2 separate regions of the Pan troglodytes genome follow, and region 2 is linked to region 1. Evidence: chromatin contacts called from public Hi-C data. All regions are on one chromosome and are shown on one strand. The core of a region is the stretch at or near the end of the contact, and the rest is flanking DNA. Distances in the headings are between cores, read along the strand shown. Region 1 overlaps ETS1 (ETS proto-oncogene 1, transcription factor). Region 2 has its middle 37 kb from the start of ETS1.

What was found. Hi-C and Micro-C count contacts between places; a contact is called where the count stands out from the background.
Region 2: a Hi-C map of a lymphoblastoid cell line shows a contact between it and region 1, with 2.3 times the contacts expected there. The contact joins two enhancer-like sites. A contact is called at or near these places in 4 of 7 Hi-C or Micro-C datasets (induced pluripotent stem cells, a lymphoblastoid cell line and stem cell-derived neural progenitor cells).

The regions. Positions count from the first base shown.
Region 1 is chr9:130,485,123-130,488,752 of NHGRI_mPanTro3-v2.0_pri, forward strand. The region is part of intron 3 of ETS1 (ETS proto-oncogene 1, transcription factor); the gene reads right to left. Among named protein-coding and RNA genes, the nearest start is that of ETS1, 34 kb to the right of the region's middle. Within about 2 kb of position 1,664, at least 9 of the 24 cell types and tissues checked have an H3K27ac peak or open chromatin away from gene starts, as enhancers often do. A contact at or near this core is called in a lymphoblastoid cell line, where this site is marked.
Region 2 is chr9:130,555,567-130,559,196 of NHGRI_mPanTro3-v2.0_pri, forward strand. No RefSeq gene overlaps it. Among named protein-coding and RNA genes, the nearest start is that of ETS1, 37 kb to the left of the region's middle. Within about 2 kb of position 1,900, at least 1 of the 24 cell types and tissues checked has an H3K27ac peak or open chromatin away from gene starts, as enhancers often do. A contact at or near this core is called in a lymphoblastoid cell line, where this site is marked.

The DNA of each region.
Region 1 (3,630 bases), core at 414-2,913:
AGATCCAAAGCCACACATTAATACTGCCAAACTTTATGTCATAAATAAGTGTAATATTTCATATGGAAACCATTTGCTCTAGCATGTAAATGTACACCCACACACACACTTGCATAAAAGTTGTTTTAAAGGAGAACTGAGGCTTCCCCTTTTCCATATATTTTCTCAGTATCCCGGGCGTGGCACTGGTCACCAAACGTGTTCAACCAATCAGTGGGTCACTCTCTGACTCAATGAAACCCAGTTTGGACTCCCAAAATGCACTTTGGGTCAATGAGTCATAATAGCAAATATTCATATCAGGCTTGCTAAGTGACGGCACTGTTTTATGCTTTACACATATTAACTTAGTGGTTCTCAAAGTGTGATCTCTAGACCAGCAGCATCAGCAGCACCTGAGAACTTGTTAGAAATGCAAATTTCTGAGCCTTAGCCTAGACTCACTGAATCAGAAACCCTGGGGGTAGAACTCCATAACCAGTGTCTTAACAAGCCCTAAAGTGATTCTCATGTACCCTGGGAGTTTCTGCTTCGATAAGTCTGGGGTACGGCTCAAGATTTTGCATTTCTAACAAGTTCTCAGATGATAGTGATGCTGCTGGTCTGGGGACCACGCTTGGAGAATCATTGGTATAGATCCGGAAACTGGGTTACAAGATTAAGTTGTCTAAGGTCACACAGTTAGGAAGAGCTGATGCAAACACAAGCAACCTGGGTCCAGCGTCTGGGTTCTTTCCTATGACACTAAATAAATGTCCTTTCTCATGAAGAATGGGAAGTGGCAGATAGGCTGTGAATGTGGTCCAGTGAAGGTTTTACTGTGTTCAGCGACCAAAGACATAGCAAACTGCATTCTACAAGAAAAAGTATTGTCTTGTTTCTCAAATCAAAGACCATGGTAATAAGACTATAGGTTCCTCCTCATGAAGGTAAGTTGTGTTTCCTATGTTCTCTAGCTCCAGGCTGCTTCCCAGCTCTAAGCAAGTATTTTGCAAAAGTGTACTTTGCTCACAACATCACATCCGTAAGTTTGGCTGATTTCAGACAAATCCATCCTTGAAATGAAAAATAATTTGATACTATAACACTTTGGAAGAGTGCTAAGCAAGCATCGTATTTTCTGATACGAACTATGACCATTCATGAGCATCATAAGGGTGAAGTTGAAATCAAATATGGACCGCTGGCATTGATGGGATGGACTGACGTCTTGTGTCCTGTGTGCTCAGTTGGGTCTCTGATGTCGGTTTTGGAAAACAGGCAGTGTCTGACTTCAGCTAGGTCTGGGCACCACTCTGAGGCTCACTACCATTACCCTGTGTATCCAACAGGACTGTGGGTAGGAACCAGTCATGACAGTTAATGACGGTAAAACGTCAGTGAGCTCTTAGAGACAGGAGCAAGAAAATGAAACATAAAAATGATTCTTGTTATGGTGGTTGGAGAGAAAGGGCTGAGGTTGAGGGACAGAATAGAGGAAGGGAGCAGAGAGGAGGCAGGGTCAGTGGCTCCACTCCAGTCAGACTATAAACAGTAACAGACATTTCAGCCGTGTCTTGTGTAAGAGGCTCCATTGATTCACAAGGTTCCCTAACAGAAGGATGACGAGAAGCTGAGACAGAAAGGGCCCATTCATTCATGCAGAACACCAGCACTCAGCCCCATTGGCTCTCGCTAATGGCTCCAGGCTGATAGGGAGGAGGGGGAAGAGGCCGACGGTAGGAGGAGGTAGAAATGAAAGAAAATGATGACTACAAGATTGTTGTGAAGAAATGTACAGCTGCACAGGCAATTGCATGCAAATGTGGCTTCCCTTTTTAGCTGTATAGCTAATGTCCTCGGATTCATCTATTTTTCTCTTTCATGTTATCTTCCCCTCCTGTTCTTGCCTTGTCTTTTTCTGGGCTCCCCGCTTTTTTTCCCTTTCCCATTCATCTTTCACCTTCCTTTCCCATTATTCCCTACCATGCTACTAATATCCACCTTTATTTTCTGTCCATTTTCACACATCTCTTCTTTCTTCCACCATACCCGCTTTATCATCTATTTTGTCCAATCGATTCCCGACAGACCTTGGCGCTTTAGTATTCTCTCCCACTCACCTGATAAGTCTTTCCTTCATTCATACTTTCTCTCAGCTTGATTCTCTCTTCCCCTTCCCTCCACCCTCCTGCCACCCTCCTCCTCCTCCTCCTCAGCCTCTGCCCCTTCGTAAATAGGAACAACATTCTGAAAAGGCTTGCTCATTCCTTGATGGCCCCTCCTGTCAGTATTCTCTGCACTGACAGATGTGTAGTCCTTGGAAAAGAAGTTCATTCATCCCTTCTGAGAGCATGAACGTGAAGGGGGAGCAGTGGTGGGCAGTAGCCATGAGACGGAGGACGGGAAGGAAACTGAAGTTATAAATAGGATAAAAGAAGATGAAAAAAATGTCGAGTATTTTTTCTCTTTCTTTATATTCAACACATCTCCAAGGAAATGTACCACAGCTGGAGAAATCACTGGTTGGTCTATGTCTTCATCTCCCTTCCCTATAACCCCACAATCCCCGTCCAAACAACACCCATCGCTGAGGAGAGCTGGACCACAGCCCAGAAATAATCCCTCCAACTCCTTCGTCTGGGAAGCTCAAAAGTTAAAGGAGGGGCTAGAAAGGCTCAGGGTTCTTGCCAAACATTTCCATCAGAGGGAGTATAGGACAGTGGGAACTACAACCATCACATTTGTGAAGAGATTGCCCCCAACTGGTAGAGGCCACACCCCGATGGAAGCTGTGTACCATCTCTGAGCTGCAGTTGATGGCAACCCAGGTCATTCTAGGAGTGGTTATTATATGCCCCAATCTTCTCAACCTACCAAAAGCTGGGGTGACCCCAGCTTCCTTCTTGCAACTATAAACTATGAGAAGAAGATGATATTACCCCGCTATAAGTCCTTGCATTTTAAAGCTGTTCTTCATATGCTTCCCAGACACTGTCTCACAGGCCATGAAATAAAAACATCTTTACCTTTGAGAAACTTGACAAAGAGTAGCATGAAAAATCATCTCCACTTGGGAGTTTATGTACTTCAGTTTAAGGAAAAGGAAGGCCATGTCTCTTTGCTATGAAGAAGAGACATTCTGATCTTCAGGCTATGAGCAAATGGAGAAGGCCTCAGATGTTAATAAGATGTAACTTGTAGCAAGCAGAGACCATCAAGAGCTGAAAGTGTTAAAGCAAGGCAGCTTTAATCTCAGTTGCATTGGGAGATATAAGACTTAAGCCTTGTAAGCCTTGTGGCATTAATAGGATTCCAGAATTATACAAATATAAATACAGCCATTTTGACCTTTTGCTTATGCAAACAAAACCTATTTTGTTTACAATTTTAAAGGATCACTTTTCTCATGTCCTCAAATTTTTAGTCCTTAAGTCTGACGTGTGAGCAGGTACAAAATCCTCCTGGCTCCCTTGTGAAATGGATAGGTAGCTGAGACATTTGTATTTATGCTTAGAAGAACTGAGATACCAAGCAGAAAGTGACAGCATAAATATTATTATGTCTACAATCCAGGACAGTGCCAAAGAATACCTCAAAGATCAATGGCTATTGAGTCAAGGGAACATGGGACACAGGAATCTATTTCAT
Region 2 (3,630 bases), core at 650-3,149, 71 kb after region 1:
CACACTTATTCATTATTCACTAAGTCTATCAGCCCTCAAGCTTTCTTATTTCCAAACAGGAAGGAATTCAGATTTAAAAGAGGGAGAGATCAGAATGGATGACGATTAGAAGAAGAGAGGAAGAGGGAGGCAATGCAGCCAAGACACCAGACCAGGAAGGGAAGAGCTCCAGGCATCAGACATCTGTGCTGGGCGGCATCGCCCGACCCACAGGTGAGCGCACGTCCAGCCGGGGTCTTACGAAGAATGTCCTTGTGTGGACGTGAACACAGTCAGCGATGCTGTAGAGGTGACTCCCTGGACACACTCCCTTCGGGTGGCCCTGATCACCAGCCACTTGAGTCCTTGTGTCTGTGTCTTGATCTATCCCCGAATGACAATAGCAGCTTAGGATAAAGTTAAAGCATGCCTCCTAAAAAGCAAAACTGGTATTTTCCTTCTTGATGATGAAATACATAAATGTGTCACTTTGTAGTGAAAAGGTGATGCCTCCGTAATCAGAGAGGTCACCTTGAGGCCTGACTATGTAGTTTGAGGCTGAGGGTACAGCCCTTTGTTCCAAAAGCTCCTTGCAGTTTTGCTGTTGCTTAGGTTAGGTGGTTGTTTTTAATTTTTTTTTTTTTTAACTTGTTTTTGTAGTGGCATCAATGTTCACATTCTATGAACTCTGTCCCCTAGAACCCAGAAATCTTTTCTAGAAACCAAGATATTGTTTGCTTCCTTGAATTGTCTTTAGAAGTGCAGAATTTAGGAAAGTGATGGGTGGATGTCACCCTGCCCCTTGTGATTGACTCCTGAGAGTTCGGAGGGTACCACGCCTACCATTGACTTGAGCCGCTGTCTTTTCTTGTGTTTGTGGCCATCATTGCCCCAGCTGTGCTAAGGAGACCTGTGTCAAAACTTACATCCCACATTCCTGCTTTCCACAACCTATTACTTGCAGTGTTAACCCTAAAATGCCCACATGTATTGAGCTGGTCTTCTGCATTTAAGAATTTATCCCCCATCCCCCAGCACCTGTGTGTGTAGGCGTAGCGTTCATCAACCTGAGTTTGCCTTTGTTTTCTGCCCTTGTTAGACCCTGGTACATGCAACAGACTCAGATTTATATTCGTTGTAAAGTTGTAAAAATATTATGAAGTCATCAATTTTCCTTCCGTCTCCACATCGCTTAACATCTGATTCACAACTTAATGTATGTCCCAAAAAAAGAAAAGAAAAAAAGGTTGGGGGGAGCAAAGAAAGGCTCTTTATCACTTAAAAGCAATAAAACTAGACTGTTCTACATTATATAATAATTAATTAATAAAATAAATAAATGTATCACTTTAGTTGTGAGGCAGTAGTGTCAGCTAACATAAAACTAACATAAAAACCAAATAAGATTTAAAAAAAAAAGGAGTCCAGAATCTGGGGCCTTATCCTTTATTCCAACCCCCAAAGTCAACTGTCTCCCTGCAGGATGGGCTCCTCAAATCCCTGGGAGGGGCTCTAAACCCACCATTGACCTTTCTTGAAGGTCTACCCAAGAAGCTTGACTCTGAATCAAAGAGTAAAGGTCAGGGCGAAGGAGAAATCAAGAAGCTTGGGAGAAAACAAAAAGAACATGCCCAGGACATCCAATGATCTAACTTGCCAAGTTTTAAACCAACCTTCTGAGCTCTAACAAAATGCACACCCCAGGGTATTAGGACTGATTTACTCTGGCCTGAGGTGACTTCCTGTTTTTGAAGAGAAGAGGTGGGTAGCAACTCAGAGATGGGTTCTGGGCACCGGTCGGCTTTCACAAAACAGTCCTCGCTTGACTTCAGCATAACTGGGGCAGATAGGGTGAGATAGGATTACTCCCCAAACAAGAAGTTTCACAACGAGGCAGGCCGCGTGCCTAGGAGAGCAGGCAGCGGGGTTGGGGGGTGGGGTGGGGGGATGCCAATGCAGGGGCGGGGCTCCCGGGCCTGAGAGGGAGGTGACAGGCACCGGTGAACTTGCAGGGTGACTGGCTTCAGTTGTCTTTTTTCAGCAGGAAACCAAAAAACAGTCTAAAAGAAGGTGACTGAGAATCAGGAAGACATACTAGCTGCTACTGCCTGTAGCCGGCCTTCTTGCACTTATTCCCCCATTTAATCACCAGAAGGGAACTCACAGAGGGCAGCAGCTCATTGCAGGGACCATAGAACTAAGGTGCACAATCAGCTCAGTAGGGCAACAACCCACACTGAATTTTTTAAGACCAAGTTTCAAATACCTCAGACAATAAAAGCCAGCAATTAGACCACGTGTCCTGTTTCAATAACGAGAGTGAGGTTGCCACCACCATGGGCAGCAATAAAGGTGTGAGCTTGGCTCTGACTTTGCATCAGGGGTGCCCCCGGCTCAGCAACCACTCTACATCAAACAGCTCACAGATCCCCTCCTCCACTCACCCTTTTCCCCCCGCAGGTGTTCTTTTTCTGAATAGCAACAACTACCACACCCCAGCGTGTTGTTTGTTCACTGGTGTTTCTCCATTTTACCTTGAAACACAAGAAAGCATCCAATAAATAATGGCTAAAAGAGTGAGTCAGTGTAGGAATCTATTATTTATGTTTTTCTAGCCAAGCTTCTTATGAATAAGGCCCACGATCAGAGTTTTACAATTCTGTATCTTCTCGGTGTCCTGTACCCAGTAGATGCTTTAATAAACACGCACTGACAGATCAATTCCAGTGGATCCTAGGTCTGGATGAAAAGAAAGGAATAAAGGACAGGATCCCAGAGGGCAGGAGGGCCCACACTCGGTGATGCTGAGTGTTACAGAGAATGCGCCTGTCACCAGGATCCCGACACTTAGGGTGCTCACTCAACACCCCTGTGCCTGGACCTTGGCTTGCCTCAGCCCAGAGAATGCTGTCTTGCAGTCACGTTCCTCCCCCAGCAACTTCTCTTTTCCTCGGATGCTCTGTTTACAAGCTTTCCCCAACCTACACTCAGTGTGACCTGGTCTCCACGCGGTTTCTGACATTCCCACACCTAAGTCCACCAGACCCACTTGCTCTTGCCTCCCATTTAAAGATATGAAACCGTTGGTTTTTACCTAGCAATCAGTCTAACTGCAGCTGACTTTCTCCAGGGGCGAATCTCTCTGACTAGGAAAGCACTATAAATTTGAGGGTGGGATAGGAATAAGACTGGAGAAGGGTGGAAAAGACCCAGTCATCTTACTTTTGTGTTCTGTCTAACAATTGCAGGTGCTTTCATACAAACCTGTTGCCCTTAGCAACCATCCCGAGGACTGTAAGTTAAGGTTTCCATTTCCATCCCACAAACAGAGCATGAAGGCACAGAAAGGTCAACCCTCACAGTATGCTGCTGTGGCACAGTCCTTCTGGCCCGGCTCCCACACACAGAGTCCCTGTGGACTACACCTCCGTGGGGTAGTCCAACCCAGCACAGGATCTGGGATCAGAGAGACCTGAGTCTAAATTATGCCACTGCTAACCTTGAAAAATGTATTTAAGCTCGCTAAGCCTTGGTCTTTCTCATGTGAAAATTAAAAAAACGAGACATCTAGCTCACAGAGTGTGTGTGGTATTTAAATGAGACAGCAGCAGACACAAAATGCCTGGTCTGCATCTAGGCATTGCAGATATT